4 separate regions of the Sus scrofa genome follow, and all the other regions are linked to region 3. The links are chromatin contacts, called in public Hi-C and HiChIP or PLAC-seq maps. All regions are on one chromosome and are shown on one strand. The core of a region is the stretch at or near the end of the contact, and the rest is flanking DNA. Distances in the headings are between cores, read along the strand shown.

Region 1 (6,227 bases), core at 816-3,315, 450 kb before region 3:
TCTAAAATCATAATACGTTAATAAAAAGAGTTTACAATCATCCACTTTCCAAAACTCTAAACCTTATTGCTTGATACAAAACTGAAAAATGATTGCCTTTGAAGAGATAATCTTGCCAAAAGCCCTGATATATGAACTTTACACTTGGGAGAGAAAGAATTCATAACCAGTTCCTCAGAAATACATGCGCCCAAGGCTGCCTCTGCTGGCCAACTCCGAGCATCCTTCCAGCAGATTCCCAACTCCCTACACCTGTATCAAACTTACCTCGCTCCTTAAACGCATCCCTTCACGAAAGCAAGAGGCTCCCAAGTAGGCAGCACAGGAATACCCCAGCCTCATCTATCTCCTGAATGTTCGACTTCTAGAAGGGCCTCCTTTAACTGGCCCCAAAATGCTGACTGTAAGGGTTTGAGATATCAGTCTTACATATCAGTCAGCCAGCTCTGAAATACACAAAATCCAGAGCGACTTCTATATGCCGCTAAATTAACGCTTTGAGCGGCTATATATTGGGAGAAAACAGGAAGAAGGCATCTGTTTATCAAGCCGAAAAAAATACGGTGACACATTTCCACCTGAGCTGCTGAAAATCAAACGCTCCCCCCAACCCCCAATAACCCACAAACCAACTCGTCCTCCCCACCCTCGCCCGCAGCGCGCACCCCACCGGGCCCAGGAGGTGGGCGGGGAAGGGTCAAGCTCTCCTTCGCCACCGCTCGGCCTCCGGAGCTCCAGAAGAGGTGGTCAGGTATCCAGGGGCTGTGCCCAGCGCCATTAGCACACCTCCGAGAGCCGCACCGAGCCCCGGCAGGAGGCAAGTTTGACGGGTCCTGGCCCCAGCCCCCCGCCCCTCCCCAGCGGCAGCATCAGCCGCGGGCGGCGGCGAGGGCTGGTCCCCTCCTCACCTACCTACCTACAGGGCGGCTGCGCCGGCTCCTCGGGTCCCGGAGAAGGGGATCCAGTGCACGCATTTCTGGGAGCCGTGGCCTCTGCCGCTGGGCGCGGGGGAGCGCATCCTCCAGGGTGGGTGGAAGGAGGGGTCGGGGGAGGACCGTGTGGTGACGAGGAGCTAGGGCAGGAGGGAGGAACGCCCAGGCGCGCGCCCCGGGGGACCAGCGTCCGGAGCTGCTGGACGCTGCCGCCGCCGGGACTCCTCAGGCCTCTTCCCAAGAGCGGCGCCTGGCCAACCCTGCAGATGCGCCACCGGTCAGGACATCGGCCACGACTGACTCCCTGGCCGGCCGGAGGCGGAGAGCTGCGGGTGGCGCGACGCGGTGCAGACGCCCGCCTCTAGCTCCGCCCGGCCGGTGCCACGCTCTGCGCCCCTCCGCTGCGGCGGGCGCCGGGGAGCTCCGCGGACCCGCTTGGCAGCTCGGGCTGCAGCTGCAGCATCCTCTCCGCCCCGGCGACCTCCGAGCTGGGAGGCTGGGCACCCCCCGCCACCCCCCACCCGCCCCGGCGGCTGCAGCCTCCGCTAAGCCGGCGCAGCCTCAGCCCGGGCCGGGCGGCTCCGCCCCGGAGAGCTGCGCGCGCGGCCTCCGCAGGCCTCGGCCCTTTGTGACGCCTCCCGGGAGCGAGCTCGTTCCGCTCAGGCGGCCGGACTTGGGGCGGCGGATCCTGAGAGGGTCTTCTTACCTCGCCCCGGACCGCACCCCGTGCCGCTAACAGGCAGTAGCCTTCACTCTTCGTGGAGATTAAGCTTTGAGAGCAGAGCTGGAGTTAGAGGGTCTCCCCGAGCTTTAAAGCCTTGAGTTTCCTTCCAACTCGGGGATCACTGGTCACAATAAATTCATCCTGTCTTTTCTGGCGTTGTGTTTTGCAAAGGGGCCCAACATCTCCTCCCCCTTCCCGCTCCTGTCCTCTGTACAGCATCCCGGATGCTGTCAAATTGCAACCATTACAGCAAATTGAGCCCTCCAGGCCAACTCTTGGCAGAGACCCGAGAGAGCCTGGGCTGGGAAGATTTGCATCAGCAACGGGGCAGTGCCTGTTAGCTTCCCATCCCCATTTGGGAGCCGTTCCCTCTACAGTCCCGTGACCAGCACTGCAAGATGATTAGGAGGATTTGGCCATGAGGTTTACCCTCACACACAGAAAAAAAAAAAAAAAAAAAAAAAAAAAAAACACTTCATGGTGGAGCCTGCAGCTGGTCTGATAACATTGGTGTGTCAGAGGCCAAACACCCAGGCACACTAGATAGCGGCCTCCTCTGGCTAGTTGATGCTGCTTATGCTCTAAGAGCCTCCCCAGGAAGGCGGAGTGAAGCGTTTAACAGTGATGGCTTTGGGATTTCAGTTGCAAGTGGTCAAGTTATACTATCTTGCAAAATATGGAATAATCGCCCAATTCTGCACTAAGCATGTATAAAACTGGACCTCGGGCTTACATCTTTTTGGTTTGAATGTGAAGAATTGGGTATTTTTCTTTTTTTCCTTTAGGTATTATGTTAATTGTAAATTATTTTCCAAGGGATATTAGGCTCCTAAAATATAAAGAGCTGATTTCATTGAATCAAAAGAACATGGTTTGGGATCTCCAGAGAAACTGGGCCACTTTCTTTGATGATTCTGAAATCTAAGATTAAATTTTTAAAAAACAGCAAAGAAAAGACAAGTTCTATAGCAGCACAAACTGTGATAAAATCACTAAGACTTCTGGAGATGCATTCTTTTAAATAAAGTGGACATCAGGTGGGGAGCAGGGTAGGAGCTGCATTGTGTATGTGGGTCAGGAAATAGGGCACAGGACTTGACCATTTCCAGGGACTCTGATTGGATCTAGAACCCCAGTTTATTTTCAAAAGATACCTATTATTATTCATGATATTTTGCCCCGTATTCAGAACATGACTATAAGAAGGTATATGTATATATATGATGAATAAGTGACAGAATGAAGTCAATGAGAACTTGGCAGTTGTTTACTCTAAAAACATTTGAAGGAGTTCCCATCCTGACTCAGTGGAAATGAATATGACCAGCATCCATGAGGACACAGGTTCGATCCCTGGCCTCACTCAGTGGGTTAAGGATCTGGCATTGTCACAAGCTGTGATGTAGGTTGCAGATGCAGCTTGGATCCGGCATTGCTGCGGCTGTGTCCTAGGCCAGCGGCTACAGTTCCAATCTGACCCCTAGCCCAGGAATTTCCATAAGTGTAGGGTGCAGCCCTAAAAAGACAAAAAAAACAAAAGCAAAATAAAAAAACAAAAAACATTTATAAAGAGGTCTGCTGTAGAGTGCAGTTTCTGCAGGAAATGCCCATTTAGTTGCAATTCTTAACCATTTTCATCCCTTCATCACACCTTATTGTTTTTCTCTCTATGGATTCCATATTTTGTCAAGAAATAATTAAGCAGTGATCTTTTTTATTAGGCAAAGCTATAACTATGTATTTAAAGTAGAAGCCATCATTGCCACAGCTGTGGTGGAGGTCCCAGCTACAGCTTAGATTTGATCCCTTGCCCAGGAACTTCCATATGCTGTGGGTATGGCCAAAAAACAAAGAAAAAAAGCAGTAGCCAGCAATTATAAAAGATTGTCAGCCTTTCAAAAAACACTGCTTGTAATTTATAGATCCTCTTTATTATCTCCATGAACTCCTCTAGACGGCAGGCTGTATCATATGCTTATTATAAGGTTTTATTACAGTGAAAGTCCTGGTATAATGAGGATTTCAGCTCTTTAGTTTAAAGGTGAGAAAATTCCCCCTTAAAGACTGTTCATTCTTTGTCATTAACTCAGCATTTACTGATCTCCCTAAGCCTTGTCTTCACAGAGAATCAGAAGAAATAAAACCATTCCTTATCCTCTAGATCCATGCGATCCAATACAGTACCCACCAGCCACATGTGGCCATTGAAATTTAAATTAAATTTAAAATGTAGCTTTTCATTCCACTATCCATATATCAAGTGCTAAAGAGCCACACATGGCTAGAGACCACTCACTGGACAGCACAGAATAAAATATTTCCATTATTGCAGCAAATTCTTCTGGACAGCACTGTTCTAAATAGAAGGTGAAATTTTAATTGGGAGATAAGATATAGTATATAAAGTTACTTGGGAAATCTTAGTATGCTCCAGACCAAACCTCATTAGAACGTACTTTTTAAGAACAGGGTAAGCTCTAAAACTTCAGGCTCTGGCTTCAGTCACATCACATGCTGACCTTGGGTACATTATTTAACCTCTGTAAAATTATTTAACCTCTGTAAAAAAAATATTTAATATCTGTAAAAGGGGGATGATAATAGTAACAAATTTCAGGATGGATATAAGGATTACATGAGATAATCCACGAATGATGCTTAGGCTAAAGTCTAGAACATGACCTTCAAGAAAAGTTAGGTATTTTTTGGAGTTCCTGTCATGGCTCAGTGGTTAACAAATCTGACTAGGAATCATGAGGTTGTGGGCTCGATCCCTGGCCTTGCTCAGTGGGTTAAGGATCCAGCATTGGCCTGAGCTGTGGTGTAGGTTGCAGATGCAGCTCGGATCTGGTATTGCTGTGGCTCTGGCACAGTCTGGCAGCTGTAGCTCTGATTTGACCCCTAGCCTGGGAACCTCCACATGCTGCGGGAGTGGCCCTAGAAAAGGCAAAAAAACAAAAAATAAACAAATAAATAAAAAGGAGGAGGAGTCTGCCAGAGCATACTGAGAAAGTAATATATAGGAACAGATTGCTGTCCAGGTACACATATTAGTGACTGGAACTTGTGACTGATTATTTAGAATAAGCCCAATAAATTTGCCCTTTTCTTTTATGCACACCTAATTAAAAAGTTTCTACCGTTGGACAGTTTCTGCTGTCTTATTTCTGCTAGAAATAGTCTATTTAAATAGCTTGAGAATAGCTTGCATTTTACATATATATATAATTTTTCTTTATCTTTTTTGGGGGGCCACACTTGCGGCATATACAGTAAGTTCCTAGGCAAGGGGTTGAATCAGAGCTGCAGTTGCCAGCCTACACCACAGCCACGACAACACCAGATCTGAGCCGCATTTTGACCTACACCAGAACTCACGGCAACACAGTATACTCAACCCTCTAAGTGTGGCCAGGGATAGAACCTGCATCCTCCTGGATACTAGTCGGGTTTGTGACTGCTGAGCCACAGCAGGAACTCCAAGAATGGATATATATTTTTTATACTTTCTGAAAAACATATTTAAATAATCTAATGCTAAGATATAATTTAAAATTCTGAAGTGAGGGAGTTCCTGTTGTAGTGAAGCAGAAAAGAATCCAACTAGTATCCATGATGACATGGGTTGGATCCCTGGCCTTGCTCAGTGGGTTGGGGATCCAGCGTTGTTGTGGCTGTGATGTAGGCCAGCAGCTGCAGGTCTGATTTGACCCCTAGTGTGGGAACTTCCATATACTGCAAGTGGGGCCCTAAAAAGAAAAAAAAATCTGAAGTGGATCCCTAAACTCAAAGTGACATTAAGTGGTAATTTTTGCTTGTATTTATCGGGTAAAAGAAATTTACAGTGCTACAAGCAGAAAAGGAGTTTGTCTAAGGACATAATTAGAGATTCACAAAAAGTTGTTAAAAATGTACTGGGAAGTCCCAGGTTTCCCTCCAGTTATATGCCAGTGATAACATCTTGTACAACTACAGTACAATAGCAAAACCAGAACACTGACATGGGTATGACCTTTAGAGCTCAGTGAGATTTCACCAGCTTTACACATACTTTTGCTTGCTTGTGAGTGTGTGTGATTTTTATGCAATTTTATCATCTGTATAGATTCTTCTACTTACACCACAATAACGTACAGGACCGTTCTATCCCTCCCACAGAGGTACCACACATACCCTTTCACAGTGACCTCCATCCTCCTCCCCACCACATCTCTAATTCCTGTCAATCACTAATCTATTCCCATCTCTATAATTTCAAAAATTCTATATAAATGAGATCATACAATTTATCATCTTTTGGATGGACTTTTTTTTTTTTTCCACTCAGCATAATTCCCTTGGGATCCATCCAAGTTGTTATGTGTATCAATAGTATGTTTCTTTCTTGATAAATCTTCCACGGTACAGGGGTACTACAGTTTAACCATTCACCCACTGAAGGATGTTTGAGCTGATTCTAGTTTTAGGCTATTATGAATGAGGCTGCTGTAAATATTCATGTGCAGATTTTATGTGAACATAAGTTTTCATTTCTCTGGTATAAGTGCCTAAGGGTACAATTGATGAGTCAT
Region 2 (6,128 bases), core at 1,507-4,006, 410 kb before region 3:
AGTACTACATACAGCTCGGTTTTTTAAACAAAACCACTACTGGTATTCATAGAAAGAACAGAGAAAGCATGAACATGTTACCCTTAAGGGGGAAATAAGCTAGAGAATGGAAATGTTTTTCAACTTCATGATGGATTATGTTTTTAATAGTTTTGCCACAACAAAGCATTTTATTGAAATAGCTGCTCTGTGCCAGATCAGGGCACATACACCATTATTTTAATGAGCTTTAACAAGAACCCACATTCCCAGATGAGAGAATCAGATTTTTTCAGCTCTTTGGTGGGGTGGTCAGGGGTGGGGGCAGCTTACTTGTTTTTCAAAAGCGGTTGGCACCAGTCGTCTCAACTCAGATAAACTGTTATTTATCCGATCTCGACGCCTTTTCTCTATTATCTATTCCCCGAAAAGCAAAACAACAACAAAACTTTGTGAATACACATGTGATAAAATTACTCATAATGGAAAAATACAACTGCTACACATTAGGCTAGATTAAATGAAATAAAAAAAAAATCACATACCCCTCTCCTTTTCTTTCTTGCCATAATCTGAGATGTCGTTGTTGGAGAATTCGATCTAATCACAGAGCTAGTACTTTGCCTATGAAATAAGAAAAGTCTGTCAGGTGCTGCGTTGACAGTTGTTTCTTTTGGGGGCTTGATGGCATGCATTAAACATTCAGATTAGTTTAGGTCAGTTTTTTTTTTATTCTTGGTCAGTGTTTTTTTATTCTTCATTCTTGCTCTTAACAGACTTTGCTTTCAACCCTTTTATCTCTTTTCAGGTAGGAATCATGCCTTTTTTCCTTTCAATTTTAATGAGTAATCCAGATGCCAAATCCACTGGCAACAATGTCCCTAAACTTTTATTAAGTCTCCCAGTGAAATAATTATTGGCAGTCGGGGTGAGAAATTAGGCATTAGCACTTTCTAGTTTCCCTCATAAATGTTTCTTAAAAGTCAAATAATCTCTAATAGCATCCCTCCTCCTCCATCTGGGCAGACCCACTGAACAAAGCAAAGCTATTTTAAAATAAAGGCCATGTTCAGCACCACTATCAAACAGATATACAGTCATCCCATGTCAATGTGTTGTCCCTAGATGCAATCTTTAAAATAAACAGAAGTTACCCTACTATTTCAAAACTTCAATTAGTCATACAGGAGAAAAAAATGACAAATTCAATGTTTTCTATACTAATCTTTCAAAAGAATGCCCCCAAATTAAATACGCCACTGATAGAAAAAGTAAATTAGATGAACTACTAGGTGAAAGTTTTACTTTGAAAATAAAACTCTGAGTATTTCTCAGCCTTCAATCTAAGCTTAAACCTTTCAGAGTTGTAGTCCATCTTGAGCGTGCTAATGAAAAATATTTTATATTGCAAGTTCAGTCAAATCACTACCTTGTCACTTTTAATTTTTACAATCCTTTCTAGCTTGTATCTGCTTCTCTTCATAATTCATGGATACTGCTTCTTCATGTTCTCAAATTCTCCAGGTTCCTGTTATTCTCTTTCATTTTAGAAATGTTGCACACACCAGGTTCTTATTACCTCACCTTCTCACTTCTGGATCTTATTTCTGAATTAACTGTTCCCTTCATTCCCACCCCTTCTCAACTGGTGTCACCTTTCACATGACATCTTTTGTTTTTCAGATCTCATTTTTTAAGATGACACAACACTTTAATGATTAGAAGATACTTTGCAAACAACGTTTCATGTAAGTGTCTTTGCTTCTGCTGATTCCAGACTAAAGTTTGTACATATTAAAATAATAATATTGAAAGAAAACTAGTTTTCCAAAGGTGGAAAGAATTTTGCTCTTTGAGTGACAGCTGCAGATAAATAATTAAGGTGCTTCTGGGGATGCCAATTAGAAGCAATTATCATCTGACCCGCCTCCGCACTAAAACGCCTCCGTAACCTCTGTCACTGGAAAGTGGAGGTCTGGCTTTCCTGATCACGACCCCGATCTTTTTCCAGACTTAAGAACAAGCAAAGATGATGCCCGAAACGATCCTTCCATCTGTCACCCACTCTCCCGTCAGCCAAGTCACAGAGGATCAACCTGGAAATCTCAACCTACTTATCCTTAACATAGCAACTTGCTTTAATTTCTCCAAAAAGCAAGCCATCTTTCGGTCCCTTTTTTAAAAAAATCAATTTTAAAAATCTTCGTCTGGCTTATTTTGAAAATGTTTCTAAAGACAATTTCGGTGTCTCCCGGACGTGCCAGTCCGCGCGCCCAACGCTGACAGCCGAGGACCCTCCTTCGCCAACTCCTGCACTCTTTCGGCCGCGTCCAGAGTCCTCTCCGCCCCACCCCTACAGTGAAAACCCAAATGCCTCGCCCCACCCCAACGCGCGCTCCGCGAGCGCCCACCACTCAGTCTTTCCGGCAAAAGCTTCCCCCCTCGGCTAGGACTGGGCGGAGAGGAACCTCGGGATTTCCAAGGAGCCGCTCGTACATGAAACTCCCGGACGCCTTGGGCTCCAGACAGCTCCGCCGAGCCCGCGCTCACCCCGAGTAATTGTTTTCGCTCCCCACGTCGATAGTCTCGTCCATGTCGCTCTCAGAGGTGGTCTCCTCGCAAGGGCGCTTCATTGCGGCCCAGACCGCGCGGAGCGCAGCCCGGCCAAAACTAGGGACGCCGAGGTGGATGCAGCGTCCTCCCGGTCTGCCTGCCTCCTCCCTGGAACCGGCGACAGCGCGGTCCCGCGGCGGCGCGCTCGGCTCCTCGCCGCTCTTTCCCACGCCGCAGCCCAGCGCGGCCGCAAGAGCCGGCGCCAGCCACGCCTCCCCGCGCGGGCGGGGGCCCCTCTCCCGCCTCCGCGCGCAGGCCCCCGTGGCCGGGTCTGGCACCGCCTCCTTGAGGGTCGGCGTGGCCCGCGATTGGCTTGAGCGGAGGGGCGGGGCCGCGCTCGCCAATGCCCGCCTCGGACCTGGGACGGAGGCGTGGGAACGCGTTCGCGCATCTGGGCCCAGAGAGCTGAGCGCGGGCTGGGAGAGGCCGCGGCGGGCGTGAGCGCGAAGTTGCTAACTCTAGATAGGGAAGCGCGCGGACGTGGGCGCGGGCGCGGGCGCGGAGGGAAGGGGGCGGGCCGGGTGGGGCGGGCTCTGGACCGCAGGTTTTGGCGCTCCTTCGCACCGGGCTCTCTGCGGCCGAAGTTTCAGGCGTATGCTAATAACCCCCGGCGCGTGGCTGAGTGTGAGCGAGCGTGTGGGACGTCGGGAGGCGTCGTGGATTAACTGAACCGCCACACTCGGCTGTCCCTTGTCTGGACCAAAACTGCTGACTGACCCTGGCGGTCACATTTGCCCTCTGGGGTTTTTGAAAACCTTAAATCAAAGTTACTTTTCTCCCTGGCAACTCCCAAGGCTACTTCCGCGGCCTCTGGGCTGTGAACTGATAAGGACGTGAGTTTTCCCGACCAGGTACTTAACCGCTGGCGGTCGGAGGGTCTGAGAGACCGGCCACCAGGCGATTTTCGATTTGCTCTGAATCAGTTCTTTCCATTTAACCACTGGGGCTGTGGATGATAGATCCCGCTGAGTAGACTGTGGGCTGGAGTTTTGTCTACTCTGGAGGCAGAAAGGACTAGAGCAGTGATGCGGGTATTTCAGGACAGTTTTAGTAGTTCTTCAAGTTCGAGTCTTCCGGGCTTGGATTATCCAGATAATTGTAGTTCTCCACACCCCTGGGTTTGTGTAGTCGCAGCGGTAGAGTTAATTAGAATCCCGGAGTGAAAAAAAAATCGCGCTTGAAAAATTCGTGTCCAGTTTTTAGTGCATTGGACAGTGTGCGTTGTATAAAACTCTAGATGTGCTTTTAAAACATGTTTTTAAGCTGTTCTTTCTCTCCATGCTGAGTTTTGGGGGTTTTTGTTTTTGTTTTGAACCGCCTACGCCGCTGTATCTCTGTGAGGGCAGCCCGGGTCGGTTTGCCAGCCCGGGCGCCGCGGTAGCGGTCTGCGCTCACCGGCTTGGTCGCGGTCGAGCCCGAGACTCCACTCTTTGCCCTGGGACAGCTCTGTGCTTAGTGCGGAAAACCGTCAGAGAGAGGCGTCTATCAATATTCACCACGACCCCACGCCACAGACGATTCTTATTTTATTGGGGATCTGCTTAGGGCGTCCTTCTGACATTACATTCTCTCCCCGGACAAGAGCGGCGCAGGGCGGAGAGAAGAGGAAGGACTTAAATACACCGGTCCGGGCGGGGGTGGGCCAGGGGAGAGCGGGAAGGACCTGTAGCCCGCGTGTTAAGCCCTTGTTAAACCACAAAACCCCTTCCCCACACGCCCTCGCCTCTTTTGTGTTGTTCCCACCGCGGCGCCTGCAATAACAGTGTGAACAGAAACCCGAACCGTTTCATCCTGACTTCTGAAACTTAACACCGGGCCAAGCACACAGTCGGCGGGGCCGGGCGGGGCCTAGTGGGACTGGACTGGGTCAGCTCCGGGCTGCGGGGGGAGGTGACCCCCCAGCTCTGCCGTGGGCCTTGGGGCAGGTGTCCGGCCCGAGCAGGTCTCCAGGCCTTTGCCTCACTGCAGCCCGGGCTACCAGAGCCTGCTGCGCAGAGCTGAGCGGGTTCGCGCCACATCGGCTGCGACATCCCCCGGCGCCGATCGGCTCCCGGTTCATAGCCCGGAGAGGGATGTGCCCGACGCGCGCAAATTGCGGGTCCCACCTCTGCGGAGGATGCGCAGGAGGCTAGTCCCCTCGGGCCACGGGGGACACGTCGCTTCAGGCCTGGCGCGAGCTCAGCTTTCGTAACTTTCCTCAAAAAGTTTCCTCAAAGGCGGCGCATTTTTCTGAATGCCTACAGGTGCAGTTAACCTTGGCCACTGGCGATTCCAGACGCCTGGGGTAAATTCTAAGATCTTCACCGGAAAGGAAAAAAAAAAAAAAAAAAAAAAAAAAGTCGAGTTCTTTCTCACTGTACTAGTGTATTTAATTCAATACTTGCGGGAAAAAATTGCGAAGAGGGAAATGGTTTGCTTGCAATAAAGTAGCAACTGGTTAAAAATTTTCCATATTTGTCTTTTAAGACTTAACCACCGTACCATGTAATAAAGAAAAAGATGGCAGGGACGTCCGAAAAGCACACACGGATTTAATATAGCTTAGAGAATATGTTTTTAAAGTGTTTAGAACAGTGGTACGTGGCAAGTGCTATATACGTCTGTTGGACAAGAATGCAAAAGGCAAAAGACCTCGGCGTTTTGAACACTGCCAAAACAATAATATGCTCACTTATCTCCAAAATACTTAATCGCAATTAGGCAGCATGGGGTTTTTTAATAGGTCTTTAATTCCGCTCAAATATCCCATTTATCTATCCCCTAGTCAGGCGACTTATCTAAGACTGAAAGTGCTTCTCGGGAGGGAGAAACGGAGGAAACTCTGTAAAATGTCCCAGCATACCTAAAAACAGTGGTTGATTGTCAGGGGTAGGGGAGCGAGGTGTAGGGTTGGCTTCTGCGGAGAAAAAGAAAAGAGAATGAGAAAACCGCGGGATTTCAAGTTTCCTCGCCCCCCAGACGTTCTTTTCATCGAAAGTTGGTTGGAGGCTTAGTAAGAGCCCAGGCAGAAGAAAAGACGTCCGCGTGCAGAGCAAACCACAATTCTTTCCTTTTCAAAGATTTGTAAGAGATACTTAGACCAAAAGATACGGAGAACTTTCCTGCAAACCATTTTCCTGAACTGCCATTAGGAAGGAAGTCCAGAAAGATCTAAAGGAAATGGAGGAAGGAAGACAGATGCCTTCCTGAATCTGGTCCTCTCATCCCCGTTTTGTCCTCGTGCGATTTAACTCACTTTTGACATGAGAGTGACATGTCAAATGTCGAGATCTGGAAACATCAAACTGAGTGGTGCCCATCCTCCTCCCCAACTCTTCCTGCACCCATTTAATGTAAAGTTACAGTTTTTGCACCTGTGTATCTGGCCATCTTGACCATCTTGACCCGGTCGTATCTTGTCCCATGAAATTTGAGTTTTGTTGCATAAATGAATGACATGATTACTTTGCAGCATTTTAAACCTCTCCTTGTGGCATTTTTGGAAGGAACCGGGATTTTTTTTTTTTTTTAAATTCTTGTCTGCTTTTTCCTCATTA
Region 3 (6,645 bases), core at 2,528-5,027:
TCATAATAACAATTTATTTGGGGATAATAATACCCCCACAAAAAGTCTATATATCCCACAGTACAGCACAGGGAAATGTGTGTGATTGGGTCACTCTGTTGTACAACAGAACTTGATGAAACATTGTAAATCAACTGTACTTTAACAGTAATTTTTTTAAAGTCTATATCATCTTTAAAATAGGGATTCTCAAAAACTACATATGCTCAGCTCCTAATTTCCCAGCAACTTAATGTCTTCTAAATCCTGATAACTTAGGCAACTGGAGAAATTCTTTTTTCTTTTCTTTCTAGGGCTGTACCTGCAGCATCCGGAATTCCCAGGCTAGTGGTCAAATCAGAGCTGCAGCTGCTGGCCTACGCCACAGCCACAGTAACATAGGATCCAAGACACATCTGAGACCTACGGCAATGCTGGATAACCCACTGAGTGAGACCAAGGATGGAACCCGCATCCTCATGGATACTAGTTGGGTTCTTAACCTGTCGAGCTACAATGGGAACTCGTGGAGAAATCCTTTATAGCTCACTACACAAAGTAAAGAGAACACATATGTATTTTGTAAAGAAAGTTGCAAATACAAATAGGGATGCCCATGAAGGCTAAATCAACCTGCGAGAGTAATGAAGAGCTCAAAGGAAATCAGGGCACTGTTAGCACAAGAAGCGGACAAGGTCACTCAGTAGGAAACCTAACAGATTGCACTGTGCATTCACCCCCTAGCTTACAATACTATTACTTCGCACCCATCTGTAGAATGTTCCTCTTTATATCTTTCTGCAAATCAAACATCTTCACTTTTCTTATTCTACTGGACCTTTTTCTTGGTTTACTTTTGCTTTCCTCCAGGGAATCTGGCTGCTTTGTCTTTTTTCCCCCTTTCTTGAGCACTACCTGCCACCATAAAAATAGCTCTCAGTCCATCATCCTAACCATTTTTATTACATGCCTCACGGTCCTTGGCATCCATTTGGTACTTAGTTGTATTTAATCCTGATACTGTCCCACTCTTCAAAACAACTATTTTACGCCATCTTCTCTCTTCTTAACCCTCCAATGCCTCCTCCTCCATTCACAAACATGCCGTCTCCCTCTCTTCTCAGGATGGTAAGATCGCATTTCACAGGCCTTCTCCTTTGAGGTTAGACGTGGCAGTGCTGCTTACTGTGGCAAATGATATGCAGAATAAGGGTCTTATATAACTTCAGGGACAGGCTTTAAGAGGCAAGATGCCACTCTTGCTGCCTTCAGTCTCAGCAACAGAGGCGCACAGAGAGCCAAGTAGCTCCCTGGATGAGGTTGGAATAGCATTGTCGAGCTGACCAACAATAGATACTTAGCATGAGAAAGAAATAAATCTTTGATGTGTTAAATCCCTCAGATACAGAGGTTGCACGTTATTACAACATAACCCAGTCTAGACCTTGCTTCCTATGTCAGTGAGAAAATAGAAGCAATTAGAAGACAACTCTTTAATCTCCCATGAACACAACTTTATATGGTCATAAATAATATTATATATGGCCATTAATTAGTCATCATATATTCCCCCTTCCTCCTATGTTACAGATGAATGCTCCATATGTCTAAGGCCAATCTTTCATCTTGGTCCCTAGATTGTACCCTCTTCATTTCAGCATTTTTCTCCTTTGTCTCTTACATCATCAATTTTTCCCTCTCTACTAGCTCACCTCCGTCAGTAAATAAAAATACTATATTACCTCCTGCCTTAAAAAAAACAAAAAACAAAAAGGAGTTCCCATCATGGCTCAGTGGTTAACAAATCTGACTAGAAACCATGAGGTTGCGGGTTCCATCCCTGGCCTTGCTCAGTGGATTAAGGATCCGGCGTTGCTGTGAGCTGTGGTGTAGGTTGCAGATGCGGCTTGGATCCCACATTGCTGTGGCTCTGGTATAGGCTGGTGGCTACGGCTCCGATTAGAGCCCTAGCCTGGGAAACTCCATATGTGGCAAGTGTTGCACTAGAAATGCCAAAAAGACAAAAATAAAAAGTAAATAAATAAATAAAAACCCCTCAGAGTTCCTGTTGTGGCTCAGTGGTAATGAAACCAACTAGTATTCATGAGGATGCAGGTTCAATCCCTGGTCTTGGCCAGTGGGCTAAGGATCTGGCATTGCCCAGAGCTGTGGTGTAGGTTGCAGACACAGCTCAGATCCCACGTGGCTGTGGCTGTGGCATAGGCCAGCAGATGCAGCTCCAATTCGACCTTAACTTCCATATATCTTTCCTAAAAAGACCAACAACAACAACAACAAAACAAACAAACAACCTCTCCTGTACTAGTCCCATTCATTTTAAATGAGTTGCAATATTTACTCCTGTTCTCTCTAGAACCATCTCCAGGTAGGATTCTGCTTGCCCAACAGACTGAATCTGTTCTTATCAAGGTCAGCAGTGACACTGAATTTGCTTGGTCCTTATATAACATTGACTTTGTTGATCACACTCCTTTCTTGAAATATTTTCACTTGGCCTTTGAGACACAACTATCTCTTAGTCCCCTACCAACATCACTGGCTACTTCTTCCTGGTCTCCCAAACTCTAAATGTTGTCTGGCCTGACAGCTAAGGCTGCAGACATCTTCTTCCTCATCCACTTTCTCACAAGGTGGTCTCATCCAGTTTCTTGGTTTTACAAACCATCTCATACACTGATGACACAAAATTGTTACATTTTCCTTGACCTCCACATTTATATCTAATAGGTATCTCAACATGGCCTAAACTAAACTTCTGATTCCTACCCACAACCTATTCTTCCTGCAGTTTTCCCCAGCTGAGTAAGTATCAACTCCATCCTTTCAGCTGGTCAGGCCAAAATGTGTGGAGTCATCCTTCACTCTTCTCTTACCCTTATACCCCATGTTCGATCTGTCACAAATCTTGTTAGTCCTACCTTCAAATTATACTCTCAGTTCAACATCTCACCACCACCACTAGACCACCCTGGACCAAATCAAAATTATCTCCCCGAAGAATTCCTCTAATAGACTCATAATGTGTTTCCCTACTTCCTTCCTCCCTATATCATCCCTTTTCAGTGTTACCCTCTCTCCCTGTCCTTCAGTACGCAGGCCCACTAAGCGCCTTTAAAAGCTGGTGCCCTTGGTTGTTGATGGAATTAACACGGATGGTTGAGACAGGCCCTGACCAACTTTTGGGGTAGCGATTCTTCAGCACTTAAGTGTTAGGGAGGTTGTGAGTTCATCATGGGGTTGGTGTCACTCTCTATCCGATTTATGGTTATCTCCAAAGACCTCTGGCTGTGGCGAGCCCCCAACTCCTCCCAGTACTTTTGTGACGCCTAATTAATGTTTTCCTCCCAAAGTACTTTTCCTGTGACTCTTAAAATGTTTATAGATTAAATGCCTTGAAGCAGAGTTCCTTATCTCTCACCCCAGTCAAACAAGGAGTTGCCAAAAGGCAAGCTTTTGGTGCATTTTGGCATAACGCTTCCCCCGCCCCCGCCACACTCCTCCATCCCCTCTGCCCCTCCCCAAAGAACTGCAATCCCTTTAAAAGTTTTATGGAGTTGAGCAGAGCTAGGAAACAAGTAAAGTACACCTAGATGCTCACGTACAATGTCTGCCATGGATGGTGCAATGCCCAGCGGCAGCCCCCAAGGCCAGGAACGGAGAGGACTGGATACAAGGGTCACGGAAAACCAGAGGGAGGAAAGCAAGGTGGAAGCAAAGGCAGAGAAGGAAGGGGGCGGGGCGGGGGCGGGGCGGGGAGGAGCTTCAGAGGGAGGGGCTTCGGTGGGTGGAGCTTCAAGCGGCTACCATCGCAGCCGGCTCCAACCTGTCGGGATTGGAGGCCGCATGGCTTCTGCTTCCTCCGCTGCGGCCCTTTCGGGCCGCGGGGCCCGGAACCTGTTGCAGTTCCTGCGGCTGGTGGGGCAGCTCAAGGTGAGCGAACGCCGGGAGGATGGTCTGGGGCTCGGATCGCAGCCGTGCGGGGAGAGGCAGGGGCGGGCCTTGGGACAACCAGACTCCCCTCCCCGCCTGGCGCGGCGCCTGCCACTTTCCTCCGTTTTCCCCGCCTCTGGGAGTCGGCAGAGGGAGCCCCTCGAGCTGGATGCGGTCGTGCGTCTGGTTGGGGGGCGAAGGAAGCGAGTCCAAGGAGCTGGCGCGGCCGGGTTGCTGGGGCCCACCCCGGGCTGGCGGGAGTTTGAACCGCGCTGTGCCCTGCGTCGGCCTGGTGCTCGGACTGGGCCGGCCCAGGAGGCCTTTCGAGAGGTTTCTGGAGGGGAGCCGGCGCGGTGATGTGCGGGTACCTCGGTCCTGGCCCCTGTTTGCCCCGAGTACGTTTGGGGCTCAGCGACCCCACAACTGGGCGAGTGGGAAGAACGGGACCCACTGGTCTTGCAGAATTTAAGTGGAATGCCTAAAACCTGTCACACAACCACAGAAATAACAAGACTTTTTCCTCCTTCCTTCCTCCCTCCCTCCCTCTCTTTCTTCCTTCTTCCTTCCGGCGCCTGCTGGCACGTGGAAGTTCCCGGGGCCAGGGGTCGAACCCACGCCACAAGAGCTTTTTTTTTCGTTTGTTTTTAAGCAGAGGATTTTAAGTAGTACACACTAGAGTTACATCACAGGGGTCCTCCCCACCCCCCACGTCCCGCCACAGCCAGTTAATGATTTTGCCGAACTTCTCCAAGTTCAAAGCGTTTTGTTTCATGCTACTATTACTATAGCTTACAAAATTCTTTAGAAATATAAACTCCTGAGGAGAAAATACAGTCTCACAGGATCATATTGGGAGCTGAGCGAAAGGAAGCGTCATGACTGGCGGAAGCAGTTAGAAATACCTTATTCTTTCTGCTTCAGAATTTGGAAGTCTGTCACTTGTTCAAAATCTGAGCTTTCACTGCAGTGTTTTCTACTTGTGTCCAATGGTTGTCTGAAGCAAAACTTAACCAATTCTTGTAGTTTGAAAAAATAAGATACTTTACAGTTTTGTTTTTATGTCTAAGGACTTGTGTATATTCTGTACTTCAGTGCATCCCTAACACAAAATAACTCGACTGTTGGACTTCTGTGTTATACTTGTGAATTATTCTTTCTTCTCTCTCTCTTTATCATTCTCTGACCTCACTGGTTTGTTTAATTCCAGATGTTAATCATTTAGGTCAGTTAAGCATGTTTTGATATGTGCTGAAACCATGACCCTGCCTCTGTGCCCTAGTCCCTGGACTTCTACTGAAGAGCATGGCAGGTGGTTAAAATACCGATTTTTATGAATTTCTTTCTGTTTTTGTCAGAGGGTCCCACGGACTGGCTGGGTATACAGAAATGTCCAGAAGCCAGAGAGTGTATCAGATCACATGTACAGGATGGCAGTTATGGCTCTGGTGACCAAAGATGAACATCTTAACAAAGACCGGTAAGCTGTGAACTTTGGTGCTGTTAGGGTCTGTGAGTATGCATGACTCTTCATGACTAAGACCTGTGTCCAATGTCCAGTTCTTATAGGCTAGTTTATATGTTTAAAAAAAAAATTATTTGAGTCAAACCACAAATGATACAGTTTCAAGATGTAGGAAGGGGAGCTTTATGCTGATTGCTTCATTTGCTGTAAACTGCACTCTGTATTTTCTCTTGGCAAGTGAAAGAGCCTGCCTTGGTCTCAAGGAAACATAAGTGTGATATAAGGGTTTCCTGGGCCTTGAAGGTAAGTGTCTTATATCTAAAAGAGTATTTGTACACTATATACTTTTTTTTTCCTTTCTTTCTTTCTTTCAGGGCCATACCCGTGGCATATGGATGTTCCCAGGTTAGGGGTCCAATCAGAGCTACAGCTGCTGGCCTACACCACAGGCATAGCCACACAGGATCCAAGCCGCATCTGTGACTTACATCACAGCTCATGGCAACACTGGATCCTTTACCCACTGAGCGAGGCCAAGGGATTGAACCTGCAACCTCATGGTTCCTAGTCAGATTCATTTCTGCTGCATCACGATGGGAACTCCATACGCTATATACTTTTATCCAGCCCCTTTTTGAATAGTAGCACTTCTTGGTGAAGTGACTTTGGAGTGGCATGTACAGGAAAGAGCTGAGAAAGAGATAGCCTCTTCCCCTTCATTCAGTCAACACGTGGTTAAAATGCTTTTTTGAGCATTGGTCAAAGTTTCCTGGCAATACAATATAAGATAGTAAATAAAATCCAGATTTATACGGGCCCAAAGTGGCTTCTACACAAAGCACACAATAAAGTATGTTAGAAAGTTACTCTAACAGGAGTGGTCACCTCTTCTTGGGTGATCTTGGTGGGGTAGGGGGCAGAATCTGAGGTAACCTCTAAAGGGTTCATCAGGTAGCGAAGTAGAAGGCACAGCATTTAAAGAGAAGGGTGTAGAAACCAAAGTTCTGATGGTAGGAAAGTAAAGGTATACTTTGAAAATGGTAAGTAAATCAATTTGGTTGCAGCAAAGTTTCCTGAGGCATTTCAGGGTCCTGTTATTCTATAGATGGTGTAGAACTTAGAAGATTTTTTTTGTAAATAGTACAAGATGAACATGGTGTCAAGTGCAGATGAACTTAAGGATAATCTGAGATTTGAACTAGATTAGAGAGCAAGTGCAGACAGGGCCACGTATGCATGTATGAGGCCTTGTT
Region 4 (6,376 bases), core at 2,113-4,612, 330 kb after region 3:
GTTTGTGCATGTTCTGCATTTCTAGTTTTTGAGCTCTTTGAGACAAGAATCCTACCTCAGTAATCTTTGTAGTTAAGTGACAGCCCCCAAGTATTTTCATACCAAACATATAATTTATAAACAAGCCGTCTACTGGAGAGAAATATGACTGTCTGATAGGAGTTGGAAGAATTAAAAGGGGCAAAGTTGGGAGGACAGTAAGGTTAAGGAAAGGAGCAGTGTTGATGTCTTTGAAAAATTTGCTCTAGGATTTCCATTTTAAAATAGTTCTTGTAGAGTTTGACTTTATCAGCTTGAGTGGAATATTAATTGGTACCTCTTTCTCTGATAAGGCATTGGACTTATGTTTTGGGTCACTTGGAGGATGCACTTGTGGCTGTGCTGGAATCATTCCATCACTTCAGTGCAAGAACAACTATGAGAGAACAATTAAGTCTCTTGGGTTGAACTCGAGAACGTAATTTAAAGTTGCTAGTGTCATAGCAACCAAAGCAGAGTAGCCCAATGCAATAAGCTAACTAGGGGGAAAAACGTAATTTTTAATCTTGACTATTAATGCCAAATGATCTTAATCTGAAAATAATTTTTCTTCTAGTGCCATTTGGATATATTCTAAATTTGTGATTTCTAAAGGCTATTCTAAAGGACATATACTTTGTAGAATATTAATAAGTATTATGTTTTTTAAAGTCTCATTGTCGATTTTAGGAACATTCAGTTAAAAAAGAATGAAAGTGCTTTCTCTGCTATTGTTTTTAACAGTAGCTGATGCATTATAAATCTACAAGAGATGTATGTGGTATAGAATAGTTTTTTTTTTTTTTTTTTTGTCTTTTTGCCATTTCTTTGGGCCGCTCCCGCGGCATATGGAGCTTCCCAGGCTAGGGGTCTAATCGGAGCTGTAGCCACCAGCCTACGCCAGAGCCACAGCAACGCGGGATCCGAGCCGCATCTGCGACCTACACCACAGCTCACGTCAACGCCGGATCCTTAACCCACTGAGCCATGGCAGGGACCGAACCCGCAACCTCATGGTTCCTAGTCGGATTCGTTAACCACTGCGCCACGACGGGAACTCCTAGTGTAGGATAGTTTTAAATTTTCTTTACAACAGAACTCTCTTGCTCTCTCTTGCTGTCTTTGATTGTGAATTGATGTCTCAGTCCATTCAGCTGTTATAACTAAACACCACAGACTAGGTGGTTTATAAACAACAGAAATTTATTTCTTACTGCTTTGGAGGCTGAGAAGCCTAGGATTAAGGTGCCAACATGGTTGTGTTCTGGTGAGGGATCACTTCCTGCCTCAAAGCTGGTAACTTTTCGCTGCATCTTGACATAGTACAAGGACTAGGGATCTCTCTGGAGCCTCTTTTATAAGGGCACTAATCACATTCATGAGAGCTTCATCTCCTAGTCCCCACCTAATTTGGGGGGATTAGAATTGTAACATATGAATTTAAGAGAACACAAACATTCAGACCATAGCACTTAAGCATCAGAGAAGGTTGTCTCTTACACTGGTGTTCCTCCGGATATTGTAGAGACAGTTACTCATCTGTCTTCCCCTGATTTAAAAGAAAAAAGAAAAGCAAAAGATGTAAGCAGGCTGACATGACTTGATGCTGTGAGATTTATTCTTGGTTTTACTTGCAAAATGAGAATTGTATATTTGGTGTTTATACACGTTTGCTGGAGACAAAATGTTTCATCTGTTATAATACATGGTGCCATGTAGTTATAGGGAACTAAATTCTTCTAAAGCTCTTTAGAACAGCTTTTCCCAGGGGGTGTTTCATTTAACAGATCTCTCTCTCATATCTATCTATCTAGCAATTGATCGATCGATTGATCGATCTATCTACAGCATTTTATACATTTACACACACACACACACACGCACACACATATATGAGAGTGAGAATATTTGCCTACTGAAGCGGTGAACAACTCAGCAATTGTAAGGATATTTGAGTTAGAGAAATACCAAGAACACTTCAAGTAGGCAGGGATGGCTGAGCTCTTCAGGCCACTGCTTAAAGGATTTAAATGACACTGATGTGGAAGTATTAAATGTTTTAAGTTAGAGTAAAAAGTGAGAATGAGAGAGTGAATCATCTGCATAAGAAGGCAAATGATCTATCTAGTTCCATGAATTTTATTTATTTCTGTTTTGGTGTGGAAAAACATTTTGGCACATTTTGCTTAAACTAAATGCCCACGTCTGTGTTAACTGAAGACTTCCTACTTTCACAATGAATAAAAGCAAGGTGGGAATGAGAATGGAGAGAAAGTGTTTTTAACAATAAATTACCCTGGGCTTGATATAAAGCCTAAATCTTTTAAGGAGTGAAATTTATTTTAAGCAATGATAAGATGGAAATACCAGTGTATTACAATGGAAGTAGGGTGTTTGCCCAAAAGAACAGTATGAAACAAAATGCCATGAAACAAAAGCAACCAAGTTAAGAACCAAATTATAGAATAATGCTTGTCTCTCTTACAAAATTTTTTCTGATCCAATTTCATATGACAATATGTATTTTCTATTTTTGGCTGTTTGGGGAGAAGGGGTCTGGTCTTTTTTCTTCCTTGAAAGAACCTGACAGGAAATGATTCTTGCCACTAACTTGCCACTAAGTCGAAGGAGGCGTATTTACATAGTTCCTCGTGATGCGACCAGGAAATCCTGTTGTAGAAAAGAGTTGCAGAAAAAGGAAGAAAAAAAAAATGTAGCCTGCTTATGTTTTCTTAAACTTCCCCTGCACTGCCCCCGCCCCCAGAGCCATTTAAAATAAAGTCTCACTTAAAAAAAACCCCATAGATGTCAGCATCAAAGATCATACTTCTGGGTCGTCTGCTTGTCTCTTGTTGATGAAAACCTAAGGTAAAGACTTCAGGTGCATCTTCCCTCATTCCTAGGTCTGTCCTGTCTCCTCAGAGACAGTTGAATCACCATGTGCAGGAGAAGACATTCCAGCTTTGCAGGTTTCTAATCTCCTGTTTGACATGCCATCAGGTCTCCCGCTGACGTCTGTGAGCTGTGCCTCAAAGACAGAAAGGATCGGGCTCTGTGATCTCTCTTCTGAATGACAGCGACGCTGCCTGCCAGGAGGGGGCTGTCACTTCAGATTCCACAGCAACTTGAGCAGCTGCAGCTGCTGCCTGAGGGAAAACCAGATGCACCAATATTTTGAATGTGCTGTCAGGTTTGCTAGGAATGTACAGACTTGTTGCAGTTGTTTTGCAGGATTCTGGTATTTGAAATCTGTCACAAAGCCAATTCCAATTGAGGTAATAATATGATAACTCTGAGACTAGGCGCCATGTACTAAATTTTACTTGAGGGTTCACACGTTCTTACCGACAAGTTCTACGAACCCCATGTTATAAATAGGGAAAGTCCCCAGCACGTCTCAGGACACATCGTAAATCAGTTCTATAATTGGTAATGTGGTGTCATATCTATTCTCCAGGAACTTTCAACCATTCTTGTACTATGTATAATGTATTCTTTTATCCTGGAAAGGATGGGGGCCGTTTATTTCCACCTGGGAGTGAAGAATTATCAAGTTAAAATCAAGGGCTCTAAACAAATTTTATTTGGAATGAAGCATTATTATTGTAATTCAGAGACAGAATTTATATTTTATATATTCGTGTGTGATCATTATTGGATATTCAAATGGCACTCTTTCTCAAATTCCCATTCTTTGTCAAGAAGGCAGACTTTGTACTCTTCTGATCAGATTTTCTCTTTCTATAGCCGTTTTCCCCAATTTGCTCTTTTTGTCACTTTAGAAAGTGTGAGCATGCCAATTTAAGATTATCTCACAGAGTTCACAGTTTTAAAAGCCGTATTTCTTCCTTGATCTTCCTTGACTATCTTGATTCTCAACCTAAAATGAAAATTTGATCCTTTTGGAACTTAATTGAATGCTTTGATCATTAGGGATTTTCACTAGGCAAAAAGCACAAGCAGGAGAGGCTAACATCTTAATGTGATGAACTTCCACTGCAGAAGATTATACCTCTGAGGAAGAAGACATGCCCTATTGCACAAGCAGGGCTGTGGTTTGCCTTGTTTATTCTGTGTCTCTGGCATATAGAACAGTGCTTGGCATAAAGTAATGATGATATACTGTTTATTGAAGGAAAGCATGAATGAATGAATAAGCAATTGAATAAATCAAAGACTCTCAGGAGGAGCCTTTGATGTTGTTATGGGGAGAAAAAAGGAAGAAGACTGCAAAAACTCTTCTAACATTTCTTCTCCTTGCCTTTAATAACATAAATGTATATTGGATGCAGTAGAGGGGCTAAGAGAAGGTCTCTGCCCTCAAGCCATCTTCATAGCAGCTACTGATTCCAGTGGCAGCTTTCAGGTCCTCAGTCCTTCTAATGTCCAAGATATACACTGTAACCAAGTAAATGTTCCTGTATGCTGTTCCCAAGATTTAGAAAACAGGAACTTTGTGGTTTGCATCATCATTTTTTTGAGGCTTCCTTCAGCTCTAATTCCTTCCACATATTTAGTGTTCTATTAGTATTATTGTTGAACTGAACTTTTAAATTTCAAAAGCATATCTTAAAGACAGTTTCATATTTCCAGATAATAAATAGCTTTTTCATTACTTTTTGCTAAATAGAGATGCTTAGAGCATTCCAAAAAGTTTCTTAATCACTGAACTTCTTTGGCATGGACATTCATCATGTTCCCCCCACTTGCATACTTACTTTGTCTCTCTACATACTTGCCTTGTGTCTTTTTCTGACTTTCAGTTTTCTCCTGTATAAATTGTGGATAATATTTACCTTTTGAAGAGTTAATAATATTCAAGACACCCCATATAAAAACACTGAAAATTTCTGCATATTTTAAGTATTCTTCTCAAAATTGCCAATTAGCAGCATCAGATAGGATTATTAATATGGTCCTTAGGTGACACAGACATTAGCAATGAATAATACCTTGACTATATTCTCAAGTAGCCACAGATCCAGCAGTTAAGTAAATGAATCATAATGCAACTGGATGATAATAAGTGAAAAAAGTACTTAGGAACATGGTGATTAACTTCATCATGGATACACCGGGAAGATTTTATATAGAGAATGGAATTTTGATTTCAGTCTTGATGAATGACTGTAAGTGTACCAAGCCAAGAGAATTAAGAGGGTCATTTTAGGCTGTAGATGTTCATAAAATAGAAGTTCAGAGGGACCAGAACCTTCAGTGCGGGTTCAGCCAGAGTGGAGGTGGGAGGGAGGTGGTGAAGAAGTAGGGAAAGTTTGTTGAGACAGATGTGAAGGAACTTGTAAGGGAAGCCAAGGAATTCGATTTAATTTTTTGTAATTAAATCGATGTTTTGGAAAATTAACTCAGAAGTAGTGTGAATGATAGCATAGTTAAAAAAGGTTAAAAGGATAGAGTCTAGAGCTAGACGGCTTGAGTTAAAATCTTGCCTCTGCTGTTTACTAGTTTATGACATTAGGGAAAGTCACTGCAACTCGATGCCTCAGCTTTCCTGGATGTAAAATGGGGATAGTGGAAATATATACTTCATAAGTGATTGGGAGGTCCAAGGGAGTTAACCTATGATTAGAATAGGGCCTGGCACAGAATAAATGTTGTAATCAAGTGCTGGTTAAGTACCATTATAGTACTATTTTAAGTACTATAAAATAGAAAGTGTGTATTATGGAGGCAAAATCCAGATGGGAGGTAGCTGAGGATCAGGTCCTAGATTTAGACAATCATTTCTGTGGATTGCCTAATGCAGAAGGAAATTTTCTCTAATCCAAAATAAAGAGAAATCCAAATAAAACAACAACGTTTCTTGAAACATAGGTGAGCTTGGAACCATCAGCGATTGGGAACAAATACACAAAGTCACAATGTAGTATGTAAACCAGATCTAGGTCCTATCGCTGGGGACTGGGCCCAGCAAAAGGTGAAGAAGCCAGGCTTCAAGACATATGCACACAGAGAGCTGAAATTAAGCTATCTATGTAAAGCTAGAACCATTGAAGAGTTGCTCAAGCTATGAAAAATGGAACCAGAGAACTGGCCTGAGGGATGTGACAAGAACATTTTTAGTCTATAGAGTTCCATAGATGGAAAAAGTGACATGTGCAGAACAAATAAGGATGTTCCTAATGAATATTACCTACAATGTATGGAGGTTTTAGATCAATAAAGTGAACGTAAAAGTGTTCATGAACAACCCCCCCATGTGCTATATAAGAAACACAGTTCAGATTCAATTCTGTAAGTAGTTTGAGAATAAAAATATAGAAATATACCATGCCAATATTAACTTTTTTAAAAGGGGGTTCTATTCATATCTATAAGGTACACTTAAGAGCAATAAAAA

What was found. Hi-C and Micro-C count contacts between places; a contact is called where the count stands out from the background. HiChIP or PLAC-seq counts read pairs in DNA pulled down with a chosen protein or histone mark.
Region 1: an H3K27ac HiChIP or PLAC-seq map of alveolar macrophages shows a contact between it and region 3. The contact joins the promoter of NCOA7 here to the promoter of HDDC2 in region 3. A contact is called at or near these places in 3 of 5 promoter capture datasets (fetal liver, fetal skeletal muscle and liver), 2 of 47 Hi-C or Micro-C datasets (liver and psoas muscle) and 2 of 2 datasets of contacts at active chromatin or transcription factors (alveolar macrophages and skeletal muscle).
Region 2: a Hi-C map of subcutaneous adipose tissue shows a contact between it and region 3, with 6 times the contacts expected there. The contact joins the promoter of HEY2 here to the promoter of HDDC2 in region 3. A contact is called at or near these places in 19 of 47 Hi-C or Micro-C datasets (adipocytes, adipose tissue, alveolar macrophages and 11 more) and 2 of 2 datasets of contacts at active chromatin or transcription factors (alveolar macrophages and skeletal muscle).
Region 4: a Hi-C map of skeletal muscle shows a contact between it and region 3, with 4 times the contacts expected there. The contact joins the enhancer-like site here to the promoter of HDDC2 in region 3. A contact is called at or near these places in 4 of 47 Hi-C or Micro-C datasets (embryonic fibroblasts, fetal skeletal muscle and skeletal muscle) and 1 of 2 datasets of contacts at active chromatin or transcription factors (alveolar macrophages).

What each region holds. Positions count from the first base shown.
Region 1 is chr1:37,192,648-37,198,874 of Sscrofa11.1, forward strand. It overlaps NCOA7 (nuclear receptor coactivator 7), which reads right to left and starts at 2,066. Exons shown (of 16, transcript XM_021088655.1): 1 at 1,639-2,066.
Region 2 is chr1:37,228,565-37,234,692 of Sscrofa11.1, forward strand. HEY2 (hes related family bHLH transcription factor with YRPW motif 2) reads right to left here and starts at 2,757. Exons shown (of 5, transcript NM_001243329.1): 1 at 2,530-2,757; 2 at 525-603; 3 at 313-396. The coding sequence starts at 2,612. It overlaps LOC110260189 (a long non-coding RNA gene), which reads left to right and starts at 3,101. Exons shown (of 5, transcript XR_002343031.1): 1 at 3,101-3,443.
Region 3 is chr1:37,636,851-37,643,495 of Sscrofa11.1, forward strand. HDDC2 (HD domain-containing protein 2) reads left to right here and starts at 3,778. Exons shown (of 6, transcript XM_021088683.1): 1 at 3,778-3,930; 2 at 5,286-5,407. The coding sequence starts at 3,844.
Region 4 is chr1:37,966,244-37,972,619 of Sscrofa11.1, forward strand. No RefSeq gene overlaps it. Among named protein-coding and RNA genes, the nearest start is that of RNF217, 57 kb to the left of the region's middle. Within about 2 kb of position 3,363, at least 24 of the 83 cell types and tissues checked have an H3K27ac peak or open chromatin away from gene starts, as enhancers often do. A contact at or near this core is called in alveolar macrophages, fetal skeletal muscle and skeletal muscle, where this site is marked.